4 separate regions of the Mus musculus genome follow, and regions 1, 2 and 4 are each linked to region 3. The links are chromatin contacts, called in public ChIA-PET and HiChIP or PLAC-seq maps. All regions are on one chromosome and are shown on one strand. Each heading gives the region's core, a stretch centred on a gene start, on an enhancer-like site or on the middle of the called end of the contact. The rest is flanking DNA. Distances are from core to core; before and after follow the strand shown.

Region 1 (2,855 bases), core at 265-2,764, 670 kb after region 3:
ATTATATGTAAGTACATGGTAGCTGTCTTCTGACACTCCAGAAGGGGGCGCCACATCTCATCACGGATTGTTGTGAGCCACCATATGATTGCTGGGAACTGAACTCAGGACTTTCGGAAGAGCAGTCAGTACTCTTAACCACTGAGCCATCTCCATTCCCCAAACCTAGCCAATGTTTATTTCGGTTCTTTTCCTGCTTCAAATGCAGGAATTCCCTCTTTTCCGGGTTAATTTTGGTATCCTTGCAAAACCCAGATAGTTCACTTCCTCACAAATCCCTTCTCTAGCCTACAGGTAATTTTCTTCTCATAAGAACGTCTGTAGGGACCTAACAGCTGTGTAAACCTGATGGCCTCTCTGAGTTCAATTCCAGAACCATGCAACTGGGGGAGGAGTAACTCCGAAAATTACTCTCTGACACCCAAGTGCGCAGTGGTGTTATGCAACCTCCCCCAGCCCCCATATGCACTAATGATGTGTAGCTCCAATTTAACAGGTATTAAGAGCACCGTTTGACCTCATGCACCAGCTTCTCTTTTATTATCATGGCCCTTTCCGATTCATCAGGACCTTTCTCTAGTCTAGCCCAGGCAAGGGCAAGAGGGAGGGAGTGGCTGCTCTCTCCCTGGGCTAGCTTAGCTTTCACCAGAGGTGTCTTTGCCTCTGCATGGTGTTCATTAGCAGAAAAGGCAGAGCTCCTGGTCCGTACAAATCAAGGAATAAGGTAGTAGTGATGTAGTAGTTTATTCTCAGTCGACCCATTCGGATCGTTCTCCCAATCCAGGTATTTATTAAGAGGTCCCTCGAGTTTTCTTGCTCCCACCTAGGCAGGGGGGACTAATGTCCAACTGTGGGTTTTCTCTCCACTGGGCGGGGGTCTTCGCCTGGATGGCCAGGGCATGTACCGGTCCAGCCAGCTCCTCCGACAGTGCCTCGTGGACCAACCGGTGCCGTTGCAAGGGGCTCATCCCCTCGAAACGAGAGCTCACCACCGCCACGCGAAAATGCGTCTCGCTGCCTGCTGGGACTGCGTGGCCACCGCTCTCGTTGCGCAGCTCCAGTACCTCGGGGCTCAGGGCTTGCTCCAATTTGGCGCGAATAGCGGCTTCCACTGGTCCTGCAGCCGCAGATCCCGCGCTGCCCCGCGATACACACGAGCGCGTGGCCATGGAGACCATGCACTGGGCCGATCGCGCACTTAGCATTCGCTGCGGAGAAACGAAGGACACGGGACTGAGTCCACACACCCTGCCCACGCACCCCAGACAAGCACACCCTGGAACCGCCTCTACTCTGCGTGGCGGGTTAACGCGGCTTCTACGCCGGTAGCGGAGAGACAAAGGCGATTGAGCGGCCAGAGCGCTAGGCACTAAGGGCACTGGGAAAGCATGGCTGGGAGCTGAAAAATGGAAAATGTACAACTTGGTCCTTTTGGCTGAGTCAGAGCCCTATCGTCTCTCCGAACCCTAGGGTGGTACCTTTGTACTTGCTGCGCAGCCTGCTGTACCACCGCTTGATCTAACAACCGAATTTCCGGTCGGACCACGCAAACGCCGCGTCAGGAGGCTCGCTAGGAAACGCAGTCCGGTTGCGTCTGGCAGGCGTTACCCAGTACCCAGAGGTTTTATGGGAATTGTAGTCCCTGCTTCTCCCGACCGGTAAAATCCTGCAAAGTCGGGAAATTAGAGCAATAAAAACAAAAGTGTTTCCTGTAAATTTAAGATGGTTGCACCAGATTTGTAGCTTCTTGATCTATAACCCAAATAGCTTAAGTCATTTGTATGTAATTAATAAAAAAAGAAGTCTCATGTAGCCCAGGTTGGCCTTTACCACTCTAGAAATGTCCATTATTTCCTGATCCTCCTGCCTCTACCTCCTACCTGCTGGGATTACTGTCCTGGGTTATTGATAGAGTGCTTCCATAGCAAAAACAGATTCTTATGAGATTACAGCGGACCTTGCTCAATTCAGAGGGGAATGTCTGCTGGGACAGTTTTCTTCCCAAGATAATCTGTCCTGCCCCAAACAGAGAATTCCAGTGAGAAGGAAAATGAAGATCGTCACACAGTTCCCTAAGAGCTGCACTAACTTGCCTTGCCCCCGCGCGCTTCTGTGTAGGACCCCAGCTTTGTTCCTTTCGGAGATTCCTTTGTTCCTGAGAGAGATAGAATAAAGACAGCCCTGCTCTCAGAGTTTACAAAGCACTAGAGAAATAGTCATAATGTTCATTGTGATACCGTGTGTCAAGTGTGTGGTGGAAATACACACAGTTTACTGTAAGCATATTACCTACACGTGAGGACCAAAGAAATGACAAGAGACTTCTTAGAGCAGTGTAGGAGAAACAAGAAGACCACTTTCTCACCTCATTTGGTCAGGATGTGGTAACTGAATGAAATCAGCACATGACTGCAGTCTCCCCTCCCCTAGCCTGAAACCTGCTTGCTCAGGGGTGGAGCTTCCTGCTCATTCGTTCTGCCACGCCCACTGCTGGAACCTGCGGAGCCACACACGTGCACCTTTCTACTGGACCAGAGATTATTCCGCGGGAATCGGGTCCCCTCCCCCTTCCTTCATAACTAGTGTCGCAACAATAAAATTTGAGCCTTGATCAGAGTAACTGTCTTGGCTACATTCTTTTCTCTCGCCACCTAGCCCCTCTTCTCTTCCAGGTTTCCAAAATGCCTTTCCAGGCTAGAACCCAGGTTGTGGTCTGCTGGCCGGACACAACACATGACCACTCCAAGGAATGGCTGAGGCAGTTCCTACTCTGTGTGTGAGGGAGAACACAGCCAGAGGCATCTGGAAGGGTCTAGTGCAGGAAGAAAATAGAGCAAGCTAAACAGCAGACTGAA
Region 2 (2,700 bases), core at 153-2,652, 740 kb after region 3:
CCTGAAGTTAAATAAATGCTAACTGTCAGAGAAGAGCTACAGTATCTGGTGACTCGCTACAAAGTGAATCGCAGAACATGAAAAGGGCAAGTTTGTTTCCAAAGAAACCTGTTAGAAGAGCACACTGCGTGAGAAACACTTTAAACACTGCATTTAGGAAAGTTACATCAACTGAAAAGCACTATCTTTTTAAAACCCTCTGCGGTTCATAAATACAGGAAGGAAAAGTATCAGGAGAGAAGGAATAGTGTAACCATCTTGAAACTCAGCAAATAGGATCGAATTCTACCCAATCAGACTGCAAGTCCAGAAACTCCTGCTTTCTGGGCCCAATCAAGACGAAGATAAGTCTATAAGTATGGCCACTTGGCGTCTGCAAGCCGAAGTCGCAAAAATATGGCCCGTACGAAGCAGACCGCCCGCAAGTCCACCGGCGGCAAGGCCCCGCGCAAGCAGCTGGCCACCAAGGCCGCCCGCAAGAGCGCCCCGGCCACGGGCGGCGTGAAGAAGCCGCACCGCTACCGGCCCGGCACCGTGGCGCTGCGGGAGATCCGGCGCTACCAGAAGTCGACCGAGCTGCTGATCCGCAAGCTGCCGTTCCAGCGCCTGGTGCGCGAGATCGCGCAGGACTTCAAGACGGACCTGCGCTTCCAGAGCTCGGCCGTCATGGCGCTGCAGGAGGCGAGCGAGGCCTACCTGGTGGGGCTGTTCGAGGACACCAACCTGTGCGCCATCCACGCCAAACGCGTCACCATCATGCCCAAGGACATCCAGTTGGCCCGCCGCATCCGTGGGGAGCGCGCTTAAGCGCCCTGTTTCCCTTCCATCCCCCACAAAGGCTCTTTTCAGAGCCACCTACGTTGTCGATGAAAGTAGCTGTGTCAGCTTTGCAAATTGATTTTCAGTGTTTCAAATACGCCCTCAAGTGTGTCAGGCCTAACAGTTACCAGTAATCACATTCCTTATCCCAGGTTTATTCCATTTAGAGCTGGTCTTGAGCTCACTACTCAAATATGGGCCAGTCCAAAAAAGGAGTTCTAATTAGGGTCTCAGAACTGTGAACCTGAAAAATAGCCCCAAAATTCCAAGCGTGATACCTAAGAGCGATAGTTAACTTATTTCAACCTGGTGTTTTAAGGATCTGTAAGCGAAGGGAACATAAAGAACAGCTGAGGCAAAACTGCCGCTCTCAATAACAGGCTAGCATGAAATGGAAGGCTGCGATTGGCTAGAAAGAATTTCCTCTAAGCACCACCAAGGCTCGCAACCAGAATCGGTTTGAGTAGGCTCCGCCTCCTTGACGCTGACTCTGCTGTAAATCAACCAATAAAAATGGAATACCGTGTGAAACCTCATTTGCATACAAGCTCTATAAGTACCGCATAGCAAGCCGCGCTGAAACAGTTCGTAGTTGCCCGGTCTACCTTACGTTGCATCTTTAGACGCGGAGGAAAATGCCGGATCCAGCGAAGTCTGCTCCTGCCCCAAAGAAGGGCTCTAAGAAAGCTGTCACGAAAGTGCAGAAGAAAGATGGCAAGAAGCGCAAGCGCAGCCGCAAGGAGAGCTATTCTGTTTACGTGTACAAGGTCCTGAAGCAAGTGCACCCCGACACGGGCATCTCATCTAAGGCTATGGGAATCATGAATTCCTTCGTGAACGATATCTTCGAGCGCATCGCAGGTGAGGCTTCCCGTCTGGCGCATTACAACAAGCGCTCGACCATCACTTCCCGGGAGATCCAGACAGCCGTGCGTCTGCTGCTGCCGGGAGAGTTGGCTAAACACGCTGTGTCGGAAGGCACCAAGGCCGTCACCAAGTACACCAGCTCCAAGTGAAGTGCAGCAGAGACGTGATTGATCGGCTTTACCCAAAAGGCTCTTTTCAGAGCCACTTTAGTTCTCAAAAAAAGACTGTAAGCACTAAGGGTCTGATCTAGCAGGTAAGGTTAAGCCATGATGAGTCTGTTACCCTGCAGCGCTCTGGTGCAACATCGAGCGTTTCAAAGTGTTGGGCGGTGTCTTGGCTTGCTCAGCCTGCTCTCTTATATAACCCAAGACTACCAGCCCAGAGATGGTCCCACCCACAAGGGGCCTTTCCCCCTTGATCACTAATTGAGAAAATGCCTTAGAGTTGAATCTCATGGAGGCATTTCCTCAACTGAAGCTCCTTTCTCTGTGATAACCCCAGCTGTGTCAAGTTGACACAAAACTAGCCAGTACAATTGACCCCTTGTCAACTTGACACACAAACACATCACTAGTAAGCCTCAACCCTTACATTCTTATTCATCCCCAAGGTCTAAATAACTTTAAAAGTCCCACAGTCTTTACATATTCTTAAAATTTCAATCTCTTTAAAATATCCATCTCTTTTAAAATCCGAAGTCTTTTTACAATTAAAAGTCTCTTAACTGTGGGCTCCACTAAAACAGTTTCTTCCTTCAAGAGGGAAACTATCAGGGCACAGTCACAATCAAAAGCAAAAGTCAATCTCCAACCGTCCAATGTCTGGGATCCAACTTACGATCTTCTGGGCTCCTCCAAGGCCTTGGGTCACTTCTCCAGCCATGCCCTTTGTAGCACACGCGTCATCCTCTAGGCTCCAGATGCCTGTACTCCACTGCTGCTGCTGCTGCTCTTGGTGGTCATCTCATGGTACTGGCATCTCCAAAACACGGCATGACCCCTTCAGTCCTGGGCC
Region 3 (2,828 bases), core at 254-2,753:
ATACATAATTAAAAGAAAAATAAAGCTCTCAAAAAGAAAAAAATATGTGTATTTTAAAACATGGTGGTCAGGTTAGATGTCATCATGGTTTGTGCTTGTATTTCTTTATCATATCTCTTTTTAAAATATACACATGAGGGTGTACAAGATGGGTTAGCAGGCAAAGGTACTTGCCACCACGCCTGAATTCTGTCCCTAGCAGCATGACACTGGTTCCCCCCCCCCCGACACACACACAATAATTGTAAAAATAGATAAACACTTGAAACATTTTCATATGAAACATATTACACATGAGATCTAGGAATTATTTCGAAATAATCTGGGAAATGGGAGCATAAATGAAACAAGTTGGCAGTTCCAGGAGATTATTGAAACAGGAGTTCCTCACCTCACTGCCTTCTTGTTTTGTATTTTGAGGACAAGGTTTTATGTAACCCAGGCTGGCCTGAGACTAGCACTATACCTGGCCAGATGTTCTATTTCAGCATTTTAAATTTTCAGTAAAAAAAAAAAATCAGTATAAGCAAAGTAAAAACAAACAAACAAACAAAGAAAAAAACCAATGGAGAACTGTGAGAAGGCAGGCGGAGTGTACGGCACCACCAGAGACTGCTAGCCAGAACAGTAAAAACAGGCCCTGCAGATCACCAAGAAAACCGATAAATACACTAGAAACATGAGCAAAATAATTGAAAATGCAATCCTCAGAAAACTCAGTGGTCAAAAACATGGGAGAGATGCCCATTTTCATTGGTGATTAATAAAGATTCAGGTTTAAAAACCAATAGTTCATTTTACCCCAGCTGTGCCTAGAAGACCACAGTGGCAGTTGGGTGTATATCCTGGTGTGAGTAAGTGTGTGTGTAACTGTATATGTGTGCATGTGGGTATAACTGTGTGATAACTGTGCTGTATATGTATAACTATGTGTGAGATTAACTGTGAATATGTGCATAATAACCATATGTATGGATGAATGTATGTGTATAACTGTGTGTGAATATGTGAGATAACCATGTGTGTATAATTGTATGTTTGTGAGAGATAACTATGTGATAGAACTGTGTGTATAAGTGTATGTGTATAACTCTGTGTGTGTGTGTGTGTGTGTGTGTGTGTGTGTTAAGATCCTTTGAACTAAAACAAAGGAACTGATGAGTGAGTATTAGACACAATAAGTCATACATGACTTGTGTTAAAGGATAAGACAGGGCTTCCTAGGGAATCATGTAGCAACCTGAGATTTGAGGCGCCTGATCCAAATGTCTTTATAACTAAATGTTTCCATCTCAGAACCGATGTGAATAAAATGGACCACCAAAATGACACAGGGTTGGAGGAAAACTTTGTCCTGTTCTCTGCTGAGGTCATTCTATTGATGGCCTCTACCATGGAGCCCTCTGGGCAGCTCATTACACACAAACTGTCCCAAGGTGAGAAGGAGAGGGCGGAGGCAGCTGTTCTCATAAGTCTTTAAATGAAACCGAAATGAAAGTTCACTTCCTCATTGTGGATGCTTCATGTGACAAGCTCCGATTTCTTTTTAGAGTCATTTCAAGCAGCCTCCTGCTGCCAGGGACATCTTTGGAGTGAGCACCACACTTCAGGATGACCATGAGGGCTCCTGGCCACGCTGCCATGTATGTACTGTCTGCTTCTTTTGTTTTCTTCATATATGGCCTTAAACATGCTCTATCTTTTCATCAGTCAGGCCGCTGGGATTTTAAATCTTTGCTTTCAGGAAGTAAGCTGAAAACAAAAATCATGCCGCCCATTCGCCTCTTGTTTTTCTGATTAGGGAGAGTCTGTTTGAGAGATTCTTGTTGGCTTAACTGTGTGATAACTGTGTTGTATGTGGATGCGGTGAGATTTAAACCTGGGCTCCTGTGAAGCATGAGCTGAAGGCTCACACCATTTAAAAAATTCAGTTTCAGCCGAGGAGTGGCGCTTCACCCCTTTAATCCCAGCACTCCGAAGGCAGAGGCAGGCAGATCTCTGAGTTTGAGGCCAGCTACAGCCAGGGATACACAGAGAAACACTATCTCAAAAAACTAAAATAATAATAACAACAACAAAAACAATAATAATAAATCCAGTTTCAGGCAACTACTGAATTTCTGTTAAATATAGGAACGGAGCGGGCATCAGCTGTGTTTTTTAGAGGCTGGGCCTCACCTCTTAAATTTGGCGGCCTTAGAACTCGATATGAAGACCAGGCTGGCCTCAAACTTACAGTGCTCCTCCTGCCTCACCTCTGCCTCCTGAGTGCTGGGATCACAAGCGTGGGCCACCACACCTGGTGAGAAGCCTGTTTGGGGTATCTCCTCTGAAACAGATATTTGATTTGTTGGGGAGAAATGTGAAAAAGGAAAATAACCCAAGGGTGTACAAATCTAAGAGCTGGGTTGTCCTTTAGCTTCTCTGAAGGCGAGCACGGTTATTTGAGAGAGAAGGTTGAGCTGCTTGGTTGTTTGTATTACTTTGGTGTTCACGCTCAGGCCAAGGGTCTCACCCATACTAGACGAGTGTCAGACGTGGCGCTGCATCCCCAGCCTTCTCTGTGTTGCCTGGACAGGCCTGGAACTCCCTGTTGACAGTCCTCCTGCGTTGGCTTCTGAAGATGGGACTATAGGTATCCACCATTGTACCTGGCTTAGTTTTGAAATTAAATTTTAACCAATTTAAGAGAGGAGAGTAACTATACATATTAATGAGGTGCTATGTAGTGTTGCCATACACCCCCCACCCCACCCACCCACACACTATGTTGTGGTGATTTAATTTTTTTATTATTTTTGGTTTTTCGAGACAGGGTTTCTCTGTGC
Region 4 (2,700 bases), core at 132-2,631, 710 kb after region 3:
CTGTGCTCTTGAGTCTCAGGTCCGACACCCACCCCTGCAAAGACTGTCCTCACGCTAAGGAATTGTAAAGGGATTCCCCTTTGATATCCAGTGTATTTCGGTCCAGAAAGGTGCCTGCCAAAGTGGGAAGGGGGGAATGGAGTTGTCATTTTGAAGTAAATTAATAGGAGTAAGAGGAAAAACTACCCAATTGCCATTGAACCATATCATAGCAATAAATGCTGAATCCCAAGTAGCTAGCAGGTCTTCTAATCAAGTGTTAGAGAACAAAGCTTTATCACTGGATATTACTCATAGTCCACTTACCACCGACGTTGAGCCCCGTAAGCCTCAGACATTGCATTAAATGAGCAACAATAATCTTCAGTCGTCCAGAAGTCTGGTGATGTAATTATGAGCTGTAAGCTAGATCTCAGCCTTCAGCTACTTACAAAGCCTTCTCTGCTCCAGCTGGGTAGGAACATTACATAGTATCCACCAAGCCCCAACCCTCCGTAAGATTATCCCCTCCCCTTAGACTGAGGTGGTGAACCTACTTCGGGTTAACAAGCTAGGAGTCTGAATAAGACCGCAATTAACGTTAAACAACTTACACTAAGGGCATTCAAACCTTCCTTGAAAGCAACCATTATGTAGACATAACAGGTATAAGTCAGATACCAACCTAGAGCTATGGAGCGGGATAATGTGCGGACAAAGCTCTAAGCGAAGTAAACAGCTCTTTCCGGGAAGCTGTGGTGGCTCTGAAAAGAGCCTTTGTGGGGAATGGATGGGAGACAGGGCGCTTAAGCGCGCTCCCCACGGATGCGGCGGGCCAACTGGATGTCCTTGGGCATGATGGTGACGCGTTTGGCGTGGATGGCGCACAGGTTGGTGTCCTCGAACAGCCCCACCAGGTAGGCCTCGCTCGCCTCCTGCAGCGCCATGACGGCCGAGCTCTGGAAGCGCAGGTCCGTCTTGAAGTCCTGCGCGATCTCGCGCACCAGGCGCTGGAACGGCAGCTTGCGGATCAGCAGCTCGGTCGACTTCTGGTAGCGCCGGATCTCCCGCAGCGCCACGGTGCCGGGCCGGTAGCGGTGCGGCTTCTTCACGCCGCCCGTGGCCGGGGCGCTCTTGCGGGCGGCCTTGGTGGCCAGCTGCTTGCGCGGGGCCTTGCCGCCGGTGGACTTGCGGGCAGTCTGCTTCGTACGGGCCATGGCGAAGACGGAAGACACCCAAACGAGGAGCACTCGGGGACCTGATACCGGCCCGAGCCGGCCGCCTTTATAGGCGCAGTCTTCCCCGCGGCGGGGCGGAGACAGCGACTTGAAACTCCCGCGCTGCCGCGCCATTGGCCGTGGCGTCACCGGCCCCGACCTCGCCCATTGGCTCGGGCCCGCCACGCCACCTGACCCGCCCCCACCCGCCCCCCACGTCCAGCCCCGCGCCCGGTCCACTTGCCAACGTTCTGCGAGGGTGGAGCCACGTCTGGCAGCTGCCCGTAGAGGGCGGGTCCCGGCTCTGCCCAAGAGGAGCTCGCGCGCCCCCGCCCGCCGCCCAAAGTCCCAGGGCAGAACTAATCTAGTGTTTGTGCAGCACCGCCCAGCCACAGCCACAGTCCCAGCCCCAGTCCCCCATGATCCCTAGAGCCGGCCGCGTCCAGTCCTCGCGGGACACCTCCTCCTCCTAGACATTCCCCAAGGACCGGACGAGAGCGCGGCTGACTGCGACTTATGTCTAGATTGGCCTAGACGTCCTAGTTGAGTCTTAGTCCTGGGAAGGGTCAGGCGGGTGGACGCTGAGTGAGGGACAGTGTTGTGTAGGACAAGGGTGTGGGCAGATAGGGGCTAAATGCTTGGGACGGTCAGCGAGAACCGCGTATCCGCTCCGCCGAGGCAGGGCATGAACCAAAGAGCGACAACAGACTAACTACCAGGGGGAACCACGGGCAGGATGGGCAAGGAAGCAGAGGACACGACACTCTTACTTTTGGGGCAGGGCCAGGAAAGGCCACCAAGACCGGCTACCGTGACACAACTCTTTATCTGATTCAGTGGGTGGCTCTGAAAAGAGCCTTTTTAGGAGCTCGCGGGGGTTATATCACAGAGACGCGGGCCGACGCGAGCAGTGGCCTCACTTGCCCTTCGCCTTATGGTGGCTCTCCGTCTTCTTGGGCAGCAGCACGGCCTGGATGTTGGGCAGGACGCCGCCCTGCGCGATCGTCACTTTGCCCAGCAGCTTGTTGAGCTCCTCGTCGTTGCGGATGGCCAGCTGCAGGTGGCGCGGGATGATGCGCGTCTTCTTGTTGTCGCGGGCCGCGTTGCCCGCCAGCTCCAGGATCTCGGCCGTTAGGTACTCCAGCACCGCCGCCATGTATACCGGCGCGCCGGCACCCACACGCTCCGCGTAGTTGCCCTTGCGCAGCAGCCGGTGCACACGCCCCACCGGGAACTGTAGCCCGGCCCGGGAAGACCGCGACTTGGCCTTGGCGCGGGCCTTGCCTCCTTGCTTGCCACGACCGGACATCACGAAAGCGCAAACAGACGAACGGCCACAACCAGGAAACGGTACTCCGGCGCCGACGCCTCACCCTTTTATAGACGCAGACCCGATTGTCCGCCCGACGCTCTCATTGGCTCACACGCGTCCTGACGCCGTGGCCAATAGGAGCGCGCGGACAGAAGCCTCTCATTTACATAAGACCGGCTCCCTCGCCCCGGC

What was found. ChIA-PET counts read pairs in DNA pulled down with a chosen protein or histone mark. HiChIP or PLAC-seq counts read pairs in DNA pulled down with a chosen protein or histone mark.
Region 1: a contact with region 3 is called in an H3K27ac HiChIP or PLAC-seq map of bone marrow-derived dendritic cells, with 2.7 times the contacts expected there. The contact joins the promoter of Bola1 here to the promoter of Ctss in region 3. A contact is called at or near these places in 2 of 39 promoter capture datasets (cranial neural crest and liver) and 1 of 115 datasets of contacts at active chromatin or transcription factors (bone marrow-derived dendritic cells).
Region 2: a contact with region 3 is called in an RNA polymerase II ChIA-PET map of memory CD8 T cells, with 21 read pairs. The contact joins the promoter of H2bc18 here to the promoter of Ctss in region 3. A contact is called at or near these places in 1 of 39 promoter capture datasets (pre-B cells) and 2 of 115 datasets of contacts at active chromatin or transcription factors (bone marrow-derived macrophages and memory CD8 T cells).
Region 4: an H3K27ac HiChIP or PLAC-seq map of microglia shows a contact between it and region 3, with 4 times the contacts expected there. The contact joins the promoter of H3c15 here to the promoter of Ctss in region 3. A contact is called at or near these places in 2 of 39 promoter capture datasets (cranial neural crest and pre-B cells), 2 of 115 datasets of contacts at active chromatin or transcription factors (bone marrow-derived macrophages and microglia) and 1 of 9 other capture datasets (liver).

What each region holds. Positions count from the first base shown.
Region 1 is chr3:96,196,072-96,198,926 of GRCm38.p6, forward strand. It overlaps Bola1 (bolA-like 1 (E. coli)), which reads right to left and starts at 1,515. Exons shown (of 2, transcript NM_026975.2): 1 at 1,479-1,515; 2 at 517-1,208. The coding sequence starts at 1,205. The coding sequence ends at 792.
Region 2 is chr3:96,268,298-96,270,997 of GRCm38.p6, forward strand. H2bc18 (H2B clustered histone 18) reads left to right here and starts at 1,403. Exons shown (of 1, transcript NM_175666.3): 1 at 1,403-1,895. The coding sequence starts at 1,455. The coding sequence ends at 1,835. H3c13 (H3 clustered histone 13) reads left to right here and starts at 357. Exons shown (of 1, transcript NM_178215.2): 1 at 357-858. The coding sequence starts at 397. The coding sequence ends at 807.
Region 3 is chr3:95,525,283-95,528,110 of GRCm38.p6, forward strand. Ctss (cathepsin S) reads left to right here and starts at 1,504. Exons shown (of 8, transcript NM_021281.3): 1 at 1,504-1,643. The coding sequence starts at 1,618.
Region 4 is chr3:96,237,746-96,240,445 of GRCm38.p6, forward strand. It overlaps H3c15 (H3 clustered histone 15), which reads right to left and starts at 1,382. Exons shown (of 1, transcript NM_054045.4): 1 at 734-1,382. The coding sequence starts at 1,196. The coding sequence ends at 786. H2ac19 (H2A clustered histone 19) reads right to left here and starts at 2,629. Exons shown (of 1, transcript NM_178212.3): 1 at 2,034-2,629. The coding sequence starts at 2,505. The coding sequence ends at 2,113.